2 separate regions of the Ovis aries genome follow, and region 2 is linked to region 1. A link is a contact called in public Hi-C data. All regions are on one chromosome and are shown on one strand. Each heading gives the region's core, a stretch centred on a gene start, on an enhancer-like site or on the middle of the called end of the contact. The rest is flanking DNA. Distances are from core to core; before and after follow the strand shown.

What was found. A called contact is a pair of places that touch in the nucleus more often than the background predicts.
Region 2: a contact with region 1 is called in a Hi-C map of mixed tissues, with 2.0 times the contacts expected there. The contact joins the promoter of CABLES1 here to the enhancer-like site in region 1. A contact is called at or near these places in 2 of 16 Hi-C or Micro-C datasets (mixed tissues and tail adipose tissue).

The regions. Positions count from the first base shown.
Region 1 is chr23:33,750,566-33,754,358 of ARS-UI_Ramb_v3.0, forward strand. CABLES1 (Cdk5 and Abl enzyme substrate 1) reads right to left here. Exons shown (of 10, transcript XM_015103631.4): 8 at 175-281. Among named protein-coding and RNA genes, the nearest start is that of CABLES1, 96 kb to the right of the region's middle. Within about 2 kb of position 1,921, at least 11 of the 54 cell types and tissues checked have an H3K27ac peak or open chromatin away from gene starts, as enhancers often do.
Region 2 is chr23:33,846,481-33,850,273 of ARS-UI_Ramb_v3.0, forward strand. It overlaps CABLES1 (Cdk5 and Abl enzyme substrate 1), which reads right to left and starts at 1,731. Exons shown (of 10, transcript XM_015103631.4): 1 at 807-1,731. The coding sequence starts at 1,669.

The sequences.
Region 1 (3,793 bases), core at 671-3,170:
AGCCGGCATACAAAGCAAGAGCTCAGGATGTGCTGGGGGAAGGGCCTGGGGGAAGTTCAGGTGGGAGCCCAGCCCCAGTGTGTGTGTGCGCTTGGCCGTGTCCGACTCTTTGTGACCCTCTGGACTGCAGCCGGCCAGGCTCCTCTGTCCATGGGATTTTCCGTCCTCACCTACCTCCGAATTTTGCTGAGTGTTAACTTAATGTGAGGGAACTTCTCCTTGAAGGTCTCGTTCATGTCCTTCTTGAGATCGGAGGGCTTTACGTAGTCAATCACTGTGGTCTGAAACAGATCGGGCCACACAAGTCACTCCTTAAAATATGGGTCATGGGTCATAGTCACATGCAAGTCACACCCAACTTCTAACACCCCCACCACCAGCAACGGGGAACCCAGGCTAGAGCCATCTTGAGGGCTCTGCCGGATGCAGGAGCCCGTTGGGGCAGGACCCCTGCAGGTGGATGGAAACGAAAGTCCAGTCATCAGCAGGACCCGGTGACATTTAGCAGCCCTGGCCACCAGAGTCAGTGCCTGGCAGACAGTCACGAGGTTTGTGATGATGTCAGCAGGTTCGAGCAAAGAAGCTCCATCTTTCGTTGGGTGCCAAAGCTGGGTGAGCCCCCAGCGAGGATATTCCAGGAGCTGGAGGAGGGATGAGAGATGACTGGATCTCACCCAGTGGCAATCACAGCAGCTCTGCTGTTTTCTGTCTTACATGTAGATACATGCAATGCTTCTTTCCACCCTTTTTTTGGTGTGTGGGATACTAGCTCCCTGTTCAGGGATAGAAATTGGGCCCCCTGCAGTGGAAGCGTGGAGTTTTAATCACTTGAACTGCCAGGGAAGTCTCAGCACAACACTTCTCTTGAAAGAAGCCTCCCACTGCTGAAAGAAAAATTTGCAAGTGCCTTCCAGCCACCCTAACCTTATGGAGGAGGAAACAGAGGGTCAGAGAGGTGACCAGGCTTGTCCCCACTGAAGAAGGGCGCACTGCTTTCCTGTTCTGAATCAGACTGAAAGAGTAGTGGTTAGTGGCAGCCGGGAGCAGCTCCAGGCGGCTGAAGGTGGAAAGGGTTGGGGGCAGAGGCTGGAGGCTCCATGTCCAGCGAGTCAGGCAACTTGCAAAAAGTGGCTTAACCTGAGCCTCACCCTCCTCTTTGCTACACAAGATAACAACACCTGTCGGGCTGCTTCACAGGTTTCTCTCAAAGATCAAACAAAGAGAACCCAATGTATCTAAAGCACACTGGAGAATTTTATCGAGCCAACTGGGCTGTGCTCCTGTTCCACTGAGTCAGTGTCTAAGGACAGGGCCTTGCTCTCAGCACTGTGATCTTGCCCAGGTGGTTTTTATGCAAATCAGATACTCCTTTGCCTCGCCTGCAATGTTATTTCTGCAGGATCATCTTCCCTAAGTCCCTGGGTGGACTTGCCTAAATCCCAGTCATCCCCCTTCGCTATACACTATGGCTTGGATAGCCAGCCCCTTCCAGACGCCGCGCTGTCCTTCCCGATTTCTTTGCAGCTAGGATTCCACACACTATTCCAGCTCCTCTGGGGTGATGCACTGGTGTCAGAAAGGTCAGAAAGCAGAGTGGAAGCGGAGGCTGGGCTTCTTTCTGCTGCCAAGAGGAGTGATGGCAGAAGCCCTGGAGTCCCAGTTTCCATTCCGTGGGTGTGGACCACAGCAGGGCAGCATGGATCCAGAGCTGGGAGCATGGGTGCGGACCACAGCAGGGCAGCATGGATCCGGAGCTGGCAGCATGGGTGCGGACCACAGCAGGGCAGCATGGATCCGGAGCTGGGAGCATGGGTGTGGACCACAGCAGGGCAGCATGGATCCGGAGCTGGGAGCATGGGTGTGGACCACAGCAGGGCAGCATGGATCCGGAGCTGGGAACATGGGTGTGGACCACAGCAGGGCAGCATGGATCTGGAGCTGGGAGCATGGGTGTGGACCACAGCAGGGCAGCATGGATCCGGAGCTGGGAACATGGGTGTGAACCACAGCAGGGCAGCATGGATCCGGAGCTGGGAGCAGTGGCAGCGTCCTGACCCTGGAGGTGGCAGGGGTGTCATGCCTGGAGCTGATGGCCGGTGCACATTCCCCTGGGGACCTGGTTCTGCAGTACAGTTTGGGGATCATTCCTGAAATCCCAATTCAGGCTGTTGCACCAGCCTCCCCAGTGACGACAGGCTGTTTAGTACCCTGTAAAAAAATGCCTTTCTTCTTAAACTAGCTTGGGTGGATGCTGCACTGCATAACTGAACCAGCAGACACTGTCTTCGTTGATGGCATTTACCTCTATTGTAACAGGACATCTTTGTGGGGACATGGGATAACAGCAGAGCTGTTTCCCCTAAAGGCGCTAATGTCATCTCTTCACCACAGCCCTGGGGACCTCCCACGCCACTTCCTGACCAGCCCTAGCTTTAAAACAACCCAGTGAACAGCAACAACCCAGCCCAGCTTGCAGCCTTGAAGGTGGGGCCAGGAGGGCTCAGGCCATCCCAAGCCTGGACCTCACAGGAGATGTCCTTTATTTTTACATGCAGCCTCATTCGCGCTCTTGGGGGTACAGAGCTAGGGGCTTAGTTTCCTTGGCAGCAGGATGAGTGGAAATGTATATTTGTTTCCATGCTGGATGCTTGAGAGGAGGGTAGAGGGAAGACCAGTGAGTTGATGCTATGAGGCCCTTGGCTCAGCACTTGGCCCCCAGCGAGGGCTGCACATGATCAAGCCCTCAAATTCATTTTCTCGGTGGCAGAATTCTGAATTCCGGCTTTGCCACCCGGCGTTGCAGAGGTGGCCTTCTCTGATGCCTTCTGGGGGAGGTTTGCAGCCCCTCGACGTCTGGGCACTAGTTCAGGCGGTTTCAGCTCCCTGTGCCTGCTGCTTCTTCTGGCTTCTCTGTCACGTGCTTTATGTGGACGGCTGCAGGCACCAGCTGTGCAGGCTGCTCACGATTAGGTGCTCGGGGCATGCAATCACGGTGGCTGTGTGGGCGGCCCCCAAAGTGACAGTCTGCTCCCAGGCCCTTGCCCAGACAGGACCCTGCACACACAGTGTGCCTGTGGGCCACAGTTCCAGACTGGCCAGGCGCCAAGTATGGGAAGACTTGCTCAGAGCCTAGGAAGACCCTGCCGTCAGATTTCAGAGGACGACAGGCCTCGCTGTCCTCAGCCCTGGTTCCCTCGAGGGAACACTTTCTGGCAACATAGAAGCTATGGTCCCGTGTGTCTTGAGGGAGCCTACGACATCCTCTAGAGGCTGACCTCCCCACATTCCCTCCCCCTCCCAAGAGACAGCTGTTCTCTTCCCAGTGATGGGGGGTGAGCCGAGGGGGCAGTACTCAAGGCTGAGTCACAAGGCGACCCCAGCCACTCACTTGTTCTGGCTTGTGTGCATATGGGGTGTGTGTGTGTGTGTGTGTGTGTGTGCACATGCTCAGTCATGTCCAACTTTGTGACCCCATGGACTGTAGCCCACCAGGCTCCTCTGTCCATGGAATTTTCCAGGCAAGAATACTGGAGTGGATTGCCATTGCCTTCTTCAGGAGATCTTCCCAATCCGATCCAGGGATCTAACCCTTGTCCCTTATGTTTCCTGCATTGGTAGCGAGTTCTTGACCACTAGCGCCACCTGCGAAGCCCAAGGCTCAAGAGAGAATGAATCAACCAGGAGGCCCATGCTTTGTTGCAAGTCCCCTCTCCCTTTAATTGCATGGTCTATGAAGGCTCACGCTGTCTAGGTTTTGCCACTGCATGTGCGTCCCTAGGAATCAAAGTGCTAG
Region 2 (3,793 bases), core at 481-2,980, 96 kb after region 1:
ATCCCACCTGCCTGATGCAGCCCAGGGTGCCTGGAACAAGCTCTAGCCATTTCCTGAATGGGCAAGTGTCCAGCATTTCACGGTTTTGCTAAGATGCTTAAGACCTGGAGATTACTTAAGCTACCAAACACAACCTTTCGAAAGGTGAAAAACTTTTTCACTCATTTCAGCGAATTCACGTTGGGATGCAAAATAGAATCCTCAAGCCCTATTTCCTCTCTGTCCCCCAACCTCAAGGCCTTCAAGGGCACATAAGAAGGGCTTTCCTTTTCTTAGGAAAGCAAAGGAAAATACCAAGCGCTCCTGGGACACTGGAATACTTGGAGCGCAGGCAGAACTTCTCAGAAGGCATTCGCGGCGGCGTGTCTGCGGCAAGTTAAAGCTCACACGCGCCGCTCGGCCGGCTGCCGGACCCACTGCTGGACTCTGCGTCCTGCCTAGTCTTGCCGGGCGTGAGGAGAGTGCTTATCCGGGTCCGGCCCGGGTTTCTGAAAGCTCGTGCTCTTTTCTTTGCAATGAGAGGTTTTGATGCCACTTTTTGTGCTGGGCTCCCGCAACCTCTACCTCCAACCCCCTTTGCATGAGCACGGTGCTTCTCGGTGAGTGCTGGCTCGTGCACACACGTGTGAACACATACACGCGCTCCCCAGAGACCTTCCTTCTTCCGAGTGCCCTCGCGGTTTGGAATTCGCGCCAGAAGCCCAGGGATCCAGCAGGGCGCGGGAAGTGGGAGCGCCCGGTGTCCCGCAGCAGAGCGCCAGCCGGGCAGGGTCACGAGAGGCGCGCGCCGCGTCCTGGCTACTCACCGGGACCTCTGCAGCTGCTCGAAGGCACTGGAGCCGCTCCCCGGGCCCGCCTGCTCCAGCGAACAGTAGTTCTGCGAGGTCTGCCTGGAGAAGGCGATGGGCAGGATTCCCTGAGTGAACGAGTTGAGGCGGCCCCGACTGCCGCTCCCGCTCCCGGGGGTCCCGGAGCTCAGGAAGGCGGCCGCCGGCACGTGCACTCCGGTAAAGGCATCGTCCTCCTCCAGCTCCTCCGGCCCGGCGTCCCCGGGCCCGTCTGGCGGCTGCAGCTGAACGCCGGCGGCGAAAGGCGCGGGCCGGGGCGGCTGCCACAGCTCCCCCGACGCCCGGCCGGCGCCCAGGGGGCTAGCGAACCCCCGGGCCGCCCCGGGGCCGAGCACGGTCGCGTGGCCGCCGGGGACGAGCGGCGGCAGCGGCGAGGGCGGCGGGAGGCAGGGGCCCGATCCAGCCGCCGCTGCCGCCGCCGCCGCCGCCGCGCCCGCCGCGGAAAGCGCGCCGCAGCCGCCCCGCTCGGCGGCGACTAGCAGGCTGAGCCGAGTCCTCGCGCCGCAGCCGCTGCCGGGCTTGGCCGCGCCGCTGTCCTCGCCGCCGGCCCACTCCTCTTCCTGCAGCGGCGGCCGGCCGTCCAGCGAGATGTTGGTGAGGAAGGAGAGGGCAGCCTGGCGGCGCCGCGGATCCATGCGCGGCTTCCTGGGGGGCTCGGGCGGCGGCAGCGGCGGCTGGGCCGGCGCTGCGGCCGCGGGCCGGGGCTGCGGCGGCGGCTGCAATCTGCCAGTGCCCGCGGCGTCGGTGCAGGCGCTGCTGGTGCTGCTGCTGCGGACGGCCGTGCCGGCGGTGGCGGCCGTGGTGGCGGCAGTCGCCGCCATTGTGTCCGTCTGCGGCGAGATTTCCGCGATGCCCCCGGAGAAGCGAGTGGCGCCCGAGTGCTAAGCGGCGGGCGCGAGCGCCGGTGACCCGGGCTGGGCAGGGCGCGGGGCGCGGGCGGCGTGCGCGGCGGCCCGTCCCCCCAGCGGGCGGGCCATGCTCGCCCCTCGGTGCTCGGGCGGGGGGCGCCGCCGCCCCAGCCCACGCGCGCGGCTGCTGGCTGGCTCGCTGGCCGTCTGCCCGCCCGCCCGCCCGCCTGCGGGATCGGTGCCGGGCCCTCCGGACCCCGCGATCTCCGGCTCCCTGGCCCCCGGGTCGGTATTTATAGGTGCGCGCGCCCCGCGCTCGCTCTGCGAAAAGCTCTATGCAAAAAAAACCACAGTATCACGTGTGGGGGGGGTGAAACCTGGGAGGAAAACAAAGCCGCAGGCGGCAGCCGCGCAGGCAGGCAGCGGGAGGCGGCGGGGGCGGGGGCGGGGGGGAGACGGCGGAGGAGGAAGAGGAGGAGGAAGGGAAAACCGAGCGGGTGGCGGGGCGGGGATCGGCCTGGCGGTCCAGGTAGTCCTAGCTGACTGCGGGGAGAGTTGGTGGCTCCCTGCCGGGGCGCGCGCCCAGGTGCGGGAGGCGAGCACGCTTCCCCGTCGCGCTTGGACTGGGAATTACGGAGCGTGAGCAGAGCTCCGAGTCACGCGTGAGGATGTGGTCCCGGGAGGGTTATAGGTCTGCGGGACGAGTTACTGGAATTGAAGCGATTTGGCCCGCGAACTTGTTAACTGGATCCCGCGCTGCCCTTGTTGGGCCCGGAGAAATAAGTCCTTATTAATAGTTACACGAGTAAGGCCACACCCCTTTATGTGGACAGTCCCACCAGCAAGCGGTCGCTGACCGTTGAGTTTGTGTCTCATTCATTTGCAGGCTGAGGACGCAGCTCCTGTTATAAATACACACCCCGGGGTGCACAAGAACCCCAAACCCTACCAGTGTCTTCTATTAAATAAGTGCCTGTCCAAGGATGCATGCAGTGACCCTTCCAGAGCTGCAAGGACGGATCTGGGAGGGGTGGCAGTATGCTGTACCCCAGCCCCACCGCCAACAACCTTCAGTTCTGGGGTAGAGGGGGCTTTACCATGGACCATCTGAAAATGCCTGCAGATTTCCCTCTGCGGTTTGGGTGACTTATCAAAGGCAGTAGTAACAGTTGTCACACTGACGAGTTCTCTGACATCTAAGAAACCTCTCTACACTTTCCTGAGGGAGAAGCAATGTGTTTAAGATCAAGTGATTAATTTAATTAAAGGTTTAAATTTAGCCTTGGAGCTAATGGGTAACTCTACATTGAAATTCCACTCCATTTCAAGTTCAGGAAAGTAAATTGAGTAATGCAGGGCAAATACACCCTTCCAGAGACATGCAGCCAGCCTGGAGGAGGAGATATGGGCGAGTTCAGGTTACAGTGGCTTAGGCCAAACTTGGCACATGGCCCTTTACGTGAACAATTGTTCATTTTTTATTTTATGCCATTTTTAGGCCTTTTGAAAAACTGGAACCAAGAATATAGAGCAGCCTTATTGCAGCTAAGTCACCAGCTCTGTGTAATTTCATTAGGATTTTTAATTACTCTGTTTAACTTCTTGAAACTCCCAAGTTACTCTATTACAACTAACTTAATTTACTTGACCACTGTTCTGGTTGTGCTGGCAGGCAGTGTTTAAAAAACCCACCTCCACTGCACATGTAAAAGAAAGACTTTTTAAATCACAAAAGTGGTATATATTAATTGCAGAACATTTACAGAATAAGTAAAGAGAAGTAGGGGGAAAAAAGCTTCATTAACAATCTCGTCTCATATGGAAATAACTATTACAATTTTGATTTCTGTCCTGTGTTTATTAAACAGGTTAAAGCAAGCTGTTTGTCTCTTGTGATCTTTACTTGCTGTGTTTCAATTATCCTCCTTTTAAGAATATTTTTCTATAGCATCACTGTATTTATTTTTATTTAGCATCATTTTAATGACTGCACAGTGTTCAATTTGATGGAGAAACTATAATTATTAAACCTATGCCCTACATTGAACATTTAGGATGTTTCCCTTTTGCTGTTATAAAGAGTGACGATGACATCCT